2 separate regions of the Zea mays genome follow, and region 1 is linked to region 2. Evidence: chromatin contacts called from public Hi-C data. All regions are on one chromosome and are shown on one strand. The core of a region is the stretch at or near the end of the contact, and the rest is flanking DNA. Distances in the headings are between cores, read along the strand shown. Region 1 holds the start of LOC100384695 (cytochrome P450 family 77 protein). Region 2 holds the start of LOC103649797 (MADS-box transcription factor 51).

Region 1 (6,467 bases), core at 1,804-4,303, 160 kb before region 2:
TGTAGGTGTCTAGTCTAGGTTTATTGTTCAACTATGTAGTCTTTAGGTTTATCCGTTCAAAAAACAAGCAAGTCAAGTCAGGGAAGAACACATCAACAATAAAACATGCAGCAAAAGCATTGCCAAACCATTTTTTGACCCGAAAGCATCATTGGATCGACAACTTATTTAAAACATTATCTTGGGGAAAAGGGAACCTATATGCTATAGCAGTAGTAGGCGATATTGTGTAAGATTACCTTCATAGCCACCATATACAGGATCTTCAGACAGTAAAAGAGGTGTGTCCAGGTCAATGAAACTGCATCCATAAGTTTAGAAAACAACTTTAGCAGCTGATTTGACAGGTATAAGACATCGAACATGGTAACATTGTACAGCTTGTGGTTTCAGCATTCTGATGACAGTATCTCTTGCTGATAAAATGATAATTTTCACAGCAAACAGACCTAAAGCAACCAAGGCCAGCAGCTAAGTGACCAGCGAAGCCCATAGCGATCCTAGTCTCAACCATGCCACCGATCATCAGAGCAATATTGGCTTTTCTTGCAGCATCAATTATTTCAAGGGCCCCAAGAACCCCCAACTTTGCCAGCTTGATATTAATAACATGGGCAAGATTTCCATCTATTATTTTTTGAGCATCAAGTAAACTTCGACAGCTTTCATCAGCAGCAACAGCGACTTTGTATTTCTCCATGGCCACAGAGGTAACATCTCGGAGACCGTCCCAATCATCTCTGTGAACTGGTTGTTCAAAGAGCACAGGGGTCACTCCCATTTCTGAAACCAATAAAAGGAAAGAAACATGTTAACTTTCAAGCATGGGAAGAAGGGCGTACAGTTCAGATGACAGGTAGCTAACATGTTCAACATATTGAAACAACTTTAAAATGAGAACTCTAGCAATTTACAGTTTGCAGGAGTACGGACCATTTAGTCTATCAAGAACTTCAATTGCTTGTTTTGCTGTGTATCCCTCATTTGCATCCAAAATAAATGAGCAATCTGGATGGACAAGTCGTATAGCTTTCAGAACTTCTATATCTGAATTCAAGTTCTTCCCAACCTTGAGCTTCAGAGTTTGAAACCCTTGTCCATGATATTTTGCAGCCAATTGAGCAGCTTCATTTGGGGTCACAATTGGAATCTGAATAAGGAATATCAGGATAAAAATGTGGTTATGGTATTTAAAAGCTTTCAGGAATCAGGAGTCAGTGCAGTGAGGTAATCGTACTGTGATGTCAGTTGTCAAACTATCTGATGCTCCTCCAAATAATCTCCATAGAGGTATGCCAATGCTATTAGCAACAGCATCAATCAGCGCCATCTCCACCCCTGCTCTGGCCTTAAATGGAAAAGGATACAGTCAAGTGCAACTATAGGACTAATCATTAATAAGTCTAAACAAAAAACAAACAATTGAGTGACCATCAAGAAAATAAAATCATATGCAAAACTATGTCAGTTCTGTTGTGTTGATCTCATCCGACTCGGTAAAGGGGCCAACTCAGATACGACACTCGCATTCTGATCAGGGACACAACAACCTACTGATTGTAGCACCCTTTTGTACCGCGTACATAAATAGATAAGGGGCTAGCACATGAACCAATGTCCGGCGTATACTCGCATGAGATCTGATCTAATCTCTACGCGGCTAGTGAAGGAAAGGTCACCGGTGTCGTCACCGACATCGAGTACCAAACTCTGGCCCTCTTATGGTGTCTTCCCAAAATTCAGAAGGTATCACTCCCTTTGTTCTACAGTTATAGTGGTTAAGGTTGCAAGCTAAGGTCATAGAGGTCTCTCAGTGGTACCGGAGCCATAGTTTTAGGATCTGAGCCTAACCTTAGATACTAGTTTCCCTTCATTTTTGGGGTGAATTCGAGTAAAATCCCTCTAGCTCGCAAGTTCTTTATGTCTGCATCTCATCAATTTCCAAGAAAAATAACTGGCCACATGGAGGATTTGCTACAAGGAAACTGTATGACTGTGTCAGCGGTTGTAGGCTTGAAAAGGCCTATTTTTTGGATAATGGAAACAAAATGTTTCAGCCTTGCAGTCTCCTACATACGGCTTTACAGATCAAAAAATAAACAAACATGCACCATAAAAAAGAAACATCCTTAGAAAGACCATATAATCAAAATCAAGCGCCCTCTAATCTAGCATATAACCAAACACACACCATGAAAATTGAAAAAGCCTATGGACTGGAAGAGTATAATAACTGGTGGTCCAGCAAATCACTTCAGTAGTTCAGCGCCCGAAAGCCATATACATTGTTCGTAGACATTAAACTGCATATCAACATCGAGCACACCACGTCACAGTCCCACAAATTCAGATTTGCAAACAACCTAGACTTCTTAACTGGAATCACGCCCCTATCTTTCCCGACGATCAATGATCAAACACTTGTCAATCCACCACGGTAACGGAGGCCAAATTTCACTAGATGAGTCGGGCGAGAAGCTGCGGATTCCTCACCGAGGCGAAGGCGTGTCCCGGAAGCACACTGGCGAGGTCCTGGAGCACCGCGCCGAGGGGCGCCGCTGGGGCGCCGACGAGCGCTGCGCACGCCCGTCCCGCGGCGTCGAGCGCTGCCGGCTGGTCCTCGGCCGTGACGGAGGGCAACACGGGCGCCTCCCCCCACCCGACAGCGCCGGTGCGGAGCTCGACGCGCACGGCGACGTTGGAGACCGCGACGAGGCGGGAGGACGCGATGGTGAAGGGCGCGGCGAGCGGGACGTCGAGCGAGCGCGCGTCGGCCGCCGCCACGTCCACGGAGAAGGTCCCCTTGAGCGCGTCGAAGCCGAACGGCTCCACGGGGGACGCCGGGGTGGGCGGGGACTGGGACGGCGAGATGGCGCGGAGGCGGGTGGTGCTGGGCGCGGCGGCGGGCTGGCGGCCGGCCGCGACGAGGGTGGGCCTCGGGCTCGCGCCCGGGCTGGTGGGGGTTCCGGGGAGCCGGAGAGGCGAGGAGGACGAGGAGATCGAGGGGTCCATTGGCACCATTGCCCACTGGACTGGAGAACCGAGCGGAGACCGTGCGGCCCGAGTTGTCACTTGACAGTGCATATAGTAGTACATAGTGGATATAGCAACGTAACGTGAGACCCGAGTTGTCAGTGGGTCGAGACTAACTGACGATGCTGCCACTGGCGCACGGGGCCCGCGTGCTACCGCAGCGTTGGCAAAGCGCCAAGTGGGCACGGAACTGTTGGCGCGCATGGCTCTCCTTTTCAATGCTGCGCGCTTTGTGCCCACCTGCTCGCTGGTACTGTAGTGTGGGCGATGCCGTCGAGGGGGACGACACCGGCGTAGCGTGGAGATCGACATGTGGGCCTGGACGTCGCCGCTGCGTGGACACCAGATTCCACGACGCTGATACGTTGGCAATTGGCACCGATTGGGTGGCACTGGCACCTAGGCTCAGTATGTTCGATTTACTTTAATCTGTACTAGATTTTATCTATATAATTTATAGTTGTAACAGTCTGGATCGAGCTGTTGTTCGCCGTAGAGGTAGAGCTAGAGCGGGAAGACACATCACCAAGTAGCAACAGTAAGCCTGGTAATGGGTCACAATCCGGCCCCAACCCCACTTCAATCCTATAAGTTTAAAAAGTGAACCCAGCCCTACTTAAATCCAAATTGATTTGATACAACTCAATTCAATCCGTTTTTTAATGCCCCGGCATCCTAATCCGCCTCGATCCTTTTAAAATCCACGGGCCAATCCAAGGGCCTTCATATACAAGCAAGCACCACCATAAGCTAATGAATTAGTATAATCTATGGGCTCACAAACAAATGATAGAAAACAACCACAAAGTGCAACCATGAAATTAGTATCCTCCATTATACTAAAATGTTTATCAACTCACAAGCAAAGACGCTCCATGCACGAAGAGAAACTGCTCGCAGGAGGACTACAATATCCATTATACTAAAATGTTTATCGACAGCCATGATCCAACTGAATTCAGATAACTGAACTTAACAATGTTGCTCGGCAAGACTCCTCAACGAGTGAAGGCAGGACTCCTCAATGTGTAGAGGCACTCGCAGGATAGCTGCTTTACAACAGAAAGAGAATCACCGGAAGCACCAAGGAACTCCTTAGCCTGGACAAATGCAGAGAATCAACAGAAAGAGAATCACCGGATAGCCATTGTAAATGGTGCTTTACAACATAAGGATATTTATATACAGGCAGTTTACCTTGCAGCAGAACCACTGAGCTTATCTGCCTCCTCCATACTGCAGATGACTTCCTTTCGCTTGTCACCGGAAGCACCAAGGAACTCCTTAGCCTGGACAAATGCAGAGTTAATTGATTCAGAGTTAGTGTTTTGCCTGAATTCACAAATGCAGTAGCATCAGTTGAGATAGCCTCGTCAATTGATGAAACCCCCTCCATGGCCTAGGCTGCAAAATTACCAATTGAAATCATTCAATTGAAATTGTATCGGTTATAATTTATACACACACAACAACATGCTTATAACAATATTTAACTCTAGAACATGTACAATTAGCTATCCATATATTTACGATCAGTTTTTAGTGATACATTTTTTTATAATATTTACGATCAATTAATTTGGCACATGATGGTATGTCCTTATACTGAGTTGATTTCAACCAAATTAGGAAAACAATATACAATAATATCTTGGGCAGGGGACAAAAACAACCTACACTGAACAGCAAAAGCCAAAACTGATCTGCAAAGGCATTATACTTTCTGCATTTGTAAGCTCTTGTGCATCATAAACTAAAAGCTTGGGACATAGTTGAAATAGAGTCTAGTTAATTATCTTACATATCGAGCAGACTGAAACAGTAATGAAAGTAGCACCAAGAGTAAGAGCTATCAACATTCAAACTAAAATTAATCTAAAATAGACTCAAACAATAATTAAAGTAGCACCGAGAGCAGGTGATGGCAGGTAGCTGCTTAAATGGAGAGATTAACCTGAAGCTTTCCTCCTAGAAAGAACCGCACCTATTGGATGACGTTACAGCAGAGATCTGAGTTGGGCTACAGCTGGGCTACGGCTGCTGGGTCGAGAGGAAGACCTCCACGATAGGGACAACGTCTCAACGAGGCCGCCTACAGGTATCGCGTTGCCTCCTTGCGAGCGTCGCGCTGCCGCCTCCCAGCGAGCGCCACCTCCCTGTAAGCAGCACGGCGGTGCGGATGCCTGAGAGATTGAGACGTAGCCCTTTCACATGATCCACGGGCTTATGCCCTTTCGTTCGATCCAGTAGCACATTTGGGCTTTGTTTGATGATGTGTCGGTCCTTTAGTGGAGTGTCTTGATCCAACTCTGCCCTAATCAGTGGAGAACCCAAAGAAGCTCAAATTTGTTAGCCCGCGAGTTTAGAGCCCCTTTCTGCCCATGAGTTTATATGGCCCATTCCCAAGCCTAAGCAACAGACATGAGACATCCCTCTACTACAATTTAGCCTCTGTCACATACAATGTTTAATGCTAGTTAGAAATATAAATATAGTTCAATTACAAACTAATCATATAGATAAGAACTAAACAGATAAGAACTAAACGATAAGATGTATCTATTAAGCTTAATTAGTTCATGAACGGCCACCGATGGGACAACAGCGTATGATTAAGATCGCAAGCCATCATGTCATCTTGAGTGCATCAACTAGAGTCTACAGTTTCTAGCTCGCACTCCTGGTTCTTTTGAGCTGAATGCACTCCTCGTCGTATGAGTCTAGGACCGGAATCGTTTTTTGTATGCTGAGCATTGGTTGATTCAAATTAATCGAACAGGCAAGCTCAAGCTACTAAGCTAGTAGTACTAATTCGAAGTGGTTAGCCCGCCGCGCGCTAGCCATCAACCATGCGATCAGCACTGGCTATCATCACCGTGCCGACCTCCATCGCATAATCGCATTGTCTGTTTCCTTGGTCTTTCTAGTCTGCAAAGCATTGTGTCCTTATCGTCAATGGTGGTCGTTTAAAGCAAACAAAAATAACACGGCGGAGGCACTAAAGTATCTAATGGCATGTTAGCCTGATCCGCAGCCTCCGACGAACTTGGCCGGCCGTCCTCGACCTCATCTCTTTCAAGGCGTGTGTGTTGACCGCGACATCGGACAATGACACAAAAAACTGCCGCGGTTGCGGACTTCGCGTGATCATTGTTAAACTCCACCGCGGACTAATTTCCTTAACCCATTTGGAATACATATAGTGATTAGAATCCCGACCAAGTCAAAAATTCATAAAAAAGCAGAAACGGTCAGGCCTCATTTGTTTCGTTGGAATTAAATTCCATTTTAATAATTAAAATTTAGACCACACTAGTTAAGTTCATATATTTGTATATTATCCTAAATCATATAAGAGATAGTTATATACTACATTTATATTATAATGAAGCAAATAGAAGAGTGTGTTATAAGTTGTACATCGGAAAAATAGC
Region 2 (6,900 bases), core at 1,388-3,887:
CTCAAAGATTGTAAGCGGTCGTGAGGGATCCACCGCGCCGGAGTGGCAAAGGATCACCTCATAGTGAGTACTTAGTTCTTGACCAAGGGGGAGCGATACCCTTGCGCGGGTGCTCCAACGATGACTAGGAAAGAGTGCCGACTCTTCGATACCTCGACAAAATATTGGAGGAGTCTTCTCAACCTTGTTTTACTTTCCGCATTTAATTCAAGCATTTTACTTTATTCAATTGTTTAGCAAGTAGTTGAAGTGATGTCTTAGGATTGTTATCTTTCTAGTAGTATTCTCTTATTGCTAGTAGTTAGGTGAAGTTGGGCTCTAGCTTAGGGTTTAAATATTTGCTCAGGGTTTAATTGTTGTTGAATTTTTAGAAAAAAGCCCAATTCACCCCCTCTTGGGCATCATGATTCTTTCAGAGCCATACTAAGAGCATCTCTAACCGCTCTCCAACAAATAACTATTAAAAACAGATTTTAAGGGCCATACTAAGAGCATCTCTAACCGCTCTCCAACAAATAACTATTAAAAACTAGTTTTTAGGAGTATCTCAAAAATTATTAGGGTAGATTTTAACCATTTCTCCAACCATTCTCATAACTAGGCCAAGCCACTCTTGGACCCACATTGATATGTTTCACTTGTGTATTTTCTTCTTCCACGACTTTGACATCTGTCCAACGACCAAACATATACCACCATCAAAGGTTGTTGGTTGTACGTGGGCGGACGTGGCCGGTGAGAGACTACCAACGGCGAGACCGAGCGATAGCAGAGATCTGATCGACAACGGAGGTTCAATAGCGGGTTGTGAGATGGTAGAAGCAGGATAGTGTGGGCGCGTTGCCAGCAACGGACGACGAGGTTGCGCAGATGGGGAGGATGCGCTCACGGAGGTAGACGACGAGGTTGCGTGGGTGGTAGCGGATTGTGAGGTTGTGTGGGCGTGGCACGTTTGTGTTTTCTAGGAAGCCCAAAAAGCCCCCGTTTGTAGCTACAAATGAGAGTTTTAATGACTATAAAGAAGTTGGAGCACTTTAGAGAAACCGTCGAAGACAAGTTTTTTGTGTTTTTCATGAAGAACTTAATTTATAGACTTTTGAGGAGCTTTTATAGATGCTCTAAGACAAACTTTACTCTGCAAACGACCAAACGTTGTAATCTACCATGCAAATCGCCAATCTTAGGAGATATGTTGCGGACAGCCTAAACACCCCTTATTAAGACACTCCCTTAATAAGGTGTCAAGGGATCCTTTCATTTTGAGAAATATGTATAGACCTTCCGTTTAAGGAAATATGTATGGATTGCAAGATTGGATTAGCATCGGCATCGAGGAGCAGCACTGCAGCAGTTGTGCAGTGCCAGGCACTGAGGGAAAAGGTAGTCAAGGGCGGTCTTGTCGTGATGACTAATAATCGTCCAAACCAACCAACTCTCCGTACGTGACGGCAGCGGCGAGAAATCCCTCTCTCCCAACCCAACATCAGCCAGAGCAATCAGTAATAAATAAACAAAACAAAACAAAAAATAGTCGCAGCACTAGAAGAAGTAGCAAGCCAAACGAGCCCACTTCCACCCGCACGCAAAGCACGTGCGCATGGCGAGAAGCGACAGGGCTGGCGAGGCCACTATCTATTCTGAAGCGGCGAGAAGGCAGAGCACAGCACACCCGTGCGGCCGGCCGGAGCCCGGAGCTGTAGCAGGCATACGGATACGGCTAGGGCAAGATCCGGAACAGGTGGACGCACAGGGACAGGCAGGGGTCAGGTCATGCTCCCAGTCTCTCTCATGCAAGGTGTGGCGCAACGCGCAAGTGCAACTCGGCGGGAGACAGTCTGGAAGCTAGCGCATGGCGAGGCGGCGGGACAGGACAAGGGGGGATCGAGGGAGGCCGACGAACTGCTCTTGCTAATAGTCAGTCAGGATGGTATGAGCACACAACAAGCAACAACAAATCGGATGGAACAGGAAGGGGAGCGATCGAGGCCGGGGCGGGAGGGAGAATTGGAATTATTATTACCTGGTGGAGGCGTACTCGTAGAGCTTGCCGGCGGGGGAGAAGACGATGAGGGCGACCTCGGCGTCGCAGAGCAGGGAGAGCTCGAAGGCCTTCTTGAAGAGCCCCGAGCGGCGCTTGGAGAAGCGCACCTGCCGGCTCACCCGGTCCTCGATCCGCCGCAGCTCCACGCGGCCGCGGCGTGCCATCGCCTTCCCGTCCGCTCCAATCCGAGCCGCCATAGGCTGATAATAGGCTAGCTGGCCTCACTTCACGCTGCTGGGCCTGGCCGCCTGGGAAGGAAAGGAACAGGGAGCGCGGTTGCTGGAGGCTGGAGCGAGCGCGAGGGGTTGGGGACGGGGAGTGGTGGGACCCGGCGCTCGGTCGGTGACGGCGGACGGCCGCACGGGGGTCAGGTCACTCTCGTTCATTCACCAGTGCCCAGTGCTCGTATGTTTGTGGCAGTCACGACGCTCTCGTGGTAAATTTCCAGATCGGGAAAACGCGGCGTGGAGGCGGTTTGGCTGGCTCCTGGCTGGCTGGCTCGTCATGAGCGTGAGCCGTGAGGGCAGGTGTGCGACATGCCCCACGCCCGCGCGTGAGCGCGGCTGTCCACACGGCACTCGCGCCCCGAGCCACTCGCTCTTCACGCGCGCCCACGCCGCAAATATCTCGCCGTCCTATGGCGGTTCGAAGCTGCGCGGATAAGGACGCTCTCGACCATTTTTCTTCTGGTGAAAAAACGAGAGAGGACACACTCGACTCTCCAGATCCTTCCTCATGTCGGTAAGTTGCGGGGAGGTGTTTGGCCTATCGAATGTCGGTATTAATATTAAATCTATTTAAAGATATAATATCAATATTATCCTCTTCATCTAAAATAATAATCATGTTAGACCAAATAAAACGTAAAATCTTATAAATTTTATGTTATGAAGTGTTTGGTTGAAGAGCCAAGTAGAATGGAATCGTTCTGTTCTAGTTTTTTTGCTATTTGGTTACAAAGTAACTAGAACGGAATGACTCCAATTAGGGAATATTCTCCTCAGATCCAGAATCATTCCGCTCCAAAAAATCAACCGGACGGAGCCGCTCCGTTCCCATCCCGCTCTCACAGTCATGCTCCGTTTTGTTCACTCTGCAACCAAACAAAAAACAGAGCCGCTCCGTTCCAAATTACCAAACATAGAACAGAGCGGCTTCGTTCCTATAAATAGGAATAGAACGGTTCCGTTCTACTTGGCTCTTCAACCAAACACTGCCTAAAAGGACTCAAGAAATTGGTGAGAGATACACTTATGTATATAGTATTACATTTAAACTTGTCACCATATTTGTCTCAAAAAATTTAGTTCCTTCACGCGGCTTGTTTCGGAGCAAAGAGATTGAGGGGGTTAAAATATTTTATTAATTAATATAATATAAGTTTAATATGATAACACATATTTACTAATTGATCTAAGTATAATTTTAATAATAACTAGTCGGTTACCCGTTTGTTGCGACTTGCGACGGCTCACAACAATACACACGTAAATTATCCATAAAAAAGATCTCAAGATTTTTTATTGGTTGTCTCCGCTCTTTGCATAATATTTTTTTATGAACGCACGGGTATCATAGGCAGCAAATCCGAGACACTCATCCCTTGCCTCCCCCACTTCCAAGGTTTCGTAGAGCAGGAGGGGAAGGGAAGAGGTGGGCATACCTGTTCGTTGCCGGAGAAGGACACGACGAAGACCTGGGCATCTGGAGCCGACATAGGTAGTATACCGCTAGATATATAGGGAGAGAGCACGCAAGCGGAAAAAGAAGCTCAGCCAGAGCAGCTCCAAACCAAGAGGCACCCGCACCAGGCGACAGTCCGAGAAGGGCGAGAGAATGTGAGTGTCTTCCCAGCCCTGGACCCGCCGAAACGACACAACACCACCACCAACTCCGTAGCATATGCCGACTGCTGCCACGCTACGGGTCATAGTTGTCCAATATCTCAGACCTAGACTCCTTATCGCTAAGATAACCTAAGCGTGGCAGGCGCCACCATGTCCTCCTCAACGACACACATAGAGAAAGGCCAGAAGCATGACCGACTCGCCCCGTACACGCGTCGACGAGCGTCGGTCGGCTCGCGGCTGCGATCGTGGGTGGGGCAGCAGGTTGGGGAGGAAGAATAGGGTGAAGGATGGGAAGACCAACAGGACGTCCAACGACGGTGAAAACGATGGTGCGCGCATGATGTGAAACGTCCTCGTTGACGTGCAATAGCCACTACGCGAGTCGGTGTCAGGGCTTCCTCCTACGCCTCTACCGAGAATGGGATGGCGCGGAGGTGGAGGCATGAGGGGAGAGAGAAAAGAAGTAGAACGGCGAACGAGGTGATGGCAACTGAGGCGAGGACCATAATTATCATAATTATTGTGCAGAGGTATAGATGGCCAAATGGGCCGTGTCTAGCGAGCCTGCCCGAGGCACGACCCATGTAATAGTGCCTGGGCCAACCCTGCACGAGCGTCATGCGGTGTTTGGGTTGTAGCCTCAGTCCGTAGCGCTGGTCCGACCCGACACGATTATTTTTTTATTTTACAAAAAATCATATATACATATGTACAATTTATATTCAATATTATAAACACCTAAGCATGCTGTTCTTCTGATTAGACAGTTTCGCTCAGTGTCTTCCACCCTTCTTCCATCAAGGTGTGGGTTCAAACCCCATCTCATGCATCGCTTTTTAACATACCCTATCTCCTGCACTGCTTTTTAATATTTTATGTTGAGTTGATTTGGAAGAAATGTAGGGTCTTTTTTAAAAAAGATGACGCATGACGACCGTTGAAACTGGTGCTTTAAGTATAGTAGTGGCGTCCGGCCCGAGGCACGACCCATTTAATAGTGCCTGTCTCGAGCACGCGCCTGCGTCCATCTCTCGAGCACGCGCCTGCGTCCATCTCGCGTACGACGGCGCGTCTCTTTTTCCCAGCGCCGCGAGGCGAGTGGTACCTTCACTGATGCAGCGACGCGGCTCTGCTACTCAGCGTTGCAAGGCGATAGTTCGCTCCCATTGGCCATGTCTCCCATACGCACTACGCGTCCCGAGATGAAGGGATGCTTCAACAGCCGGGTGCTGGCGTGCAAGCAAGGCAACGGCATCTCCGATGCCCGCGCACATGGAAGGCAACGACGACTGTAGAGGCCCGCGTGCGAGCGAGGCTCCGACTGCCCGATGCGTGGGAGACAAGGTCGCGACTGTTTTTCCGACTGCTCGCACGCGTGGGAGAACACTGCGATGGAGGCCCATGGCAGCACTGGAGAGAGGCGAGGGTGGCTACTGGCTATCGTGCGGAGCAGGTAAACCCAACAGTGGTGTAAAGTATTGAGCATAAAATTAATAACCTTAAACTGAAGCTATATGTATATACGTAGATAAAATCAGTACAATTTGTATCTACGGGGAAGAGTAGAATAATGTACATCGCTAGCTGCCACCGCCATGGAGGTTCATGTGGAGGAAGACGTTGCGCGGAGGGACGCTGCCCTCGTCATGCGGACTACACCCAAGATGGACGAGTCTCGCACCGAGGGAGATCCGGACCCAACTGGAAGTGGAAGCGGCATCTTGGGGCCAAGCGTCGCCGAAAGATAGCTACGGAGAAGAAGGGGATCGCGGCAGCAACGAGTCAGCAGGCACCCATGCTTATCCTTCCTTTGTGTTTCTATTTGATCTGTTTTTTTTTCTGCCCACGCCATATCATCGGTTTGCGGCCCCGGGGCTACCCGCCATCGAAAGGCAGCGGCGGAGAAGAATGTGGTCGTGGCTGTAATGGGTCAGCAGATACATCATCCACACTTATCATTTCGTTTGTGTTTTTGTTTGATCAATTTTTAAAATTTCTTTATCAGTTTGATTGGTATCCACTTGCATCCTCTCACAGTTTGATTCGTGTTCGTTGGATGGGTCTCAAAGTTACCTGTTGCTTCGACTACACTCTCTGAATTTCGCAAACGACATCTTGGGGCCAAGCGCCGCCGAAAGATAGCTACGGAGAAGAAAGGGATCGCGGATCGTGGCGGCAATGAGTCAGCAGGTCCAGCACCCATGCTTATCCTTTTCCTTTGTGTTTCTGTTTGATCTGTTTTTTTTTTCTGCCCGCGCCATATCGCCGGTTTGCGGCCCTGGGGCTACCCACCGTCGAAAGGCAACGGCGGAGAAGAATGTGGTCGTGGCTATAATGGGTCAGCAGGTACATCATCCACACTTATCATTTCCTTAGTTTTTTGTTTGATCAGTTTTTAAAATTTCTTTACCAGTTTGATTGGTATCCACTTGCATCCGCTCATAGTTTGATTCGTGTTCGTTGGATGGCGACGTCTCAGGTTTCGTACAGTTCACTAAATTTATTTTGCTCAATTGTAAGGGAATTGTGTCCTATATAAGCTCGCGCTCGTGCCGCACCCGGAGCACCCCTTCTTCCTGCAAGTCTGGTTCAATTAAATTTTTTTGTTCTGTCATGTTGCAAAGTACTTGGCGAGCTATGATATGTCATTACCTTAGTGAAAAAATTGTTTCTAATATATCAGTATTTTTAGCTGTGCAGATCATGTCATCATATAGATGTTGCAAACATTATAAAATAGAGGATCCATTTGAACTCTTGAGATTGTGGAGTGCATGCCTAGCCTAAATATGAAACTTAGCGTTGGCATTAGTAATTTCAAGTGTTATCTGAATAAATTGTTTCATACTTGAATTGTTTTCCCTGTGTTATTTCAAAAATGAAGTAATCGGTTTATATTTCTGGTTTTGTTACTGAAAGTGGCGTGCCATGATTCTTGCCAAGAGAACAATAGTGTCCTTGGCTGTTGTGTGAGTTTTCAGAAAGTTCAGATTTTTTGCATGCATAACC

What was found. Hi-C and Micro-C count contacts between places; a contact is called where the count stands out from the background.
Region 1: a Hi-C map of leaf shows a contact between it and region 2, with 2.0 times the contacts expected there. The contact joins the promoter of LOC100384695 here to the promoter of LOC103649797 in region 2. A contact is called at or near these places in 4 of 25 Hi-C or Micro-C datasets (bundle sheath, leaf, tassel and 1 more).

What each region holds. Positions count from the first base shown.
Region 1 is chr3:19,969,396-19,975,862 of Zm-B73-REFERENCE-NAM-5.0, reverse strand. LOC100384695 (cytochrome P450 family 77 protein) reads right to left here and starts at 3,053. Exons shown (of 7, transcript NM_001177171.1): 1 at 2,494-3,053; 2 at 1,238-1,348; 3 at 934-1,150; 4 at 450-783; 5 at 240-301. The coding sequence starts at 3,021. LOC103649802 (a long non-coding RNA gene) reads right to left here and starts at 5,441. Exons shown (of 3, transcript XR_563711.4): 1 at 5,018-5,441; 2 at 4,231-4,322; 3 at 3,821-4,133.
Region 2 is chr3:19,811,978-19,818,877 of Zm-B73-REFERENCE-NAM-5.0, reverse strand. LOC103649797 (MADS-box transcription factor 51) reads right to left here and starts at 2,637. Exons shown (of 5, transcript XR_004857088.1): 1 at 2,021-2,637.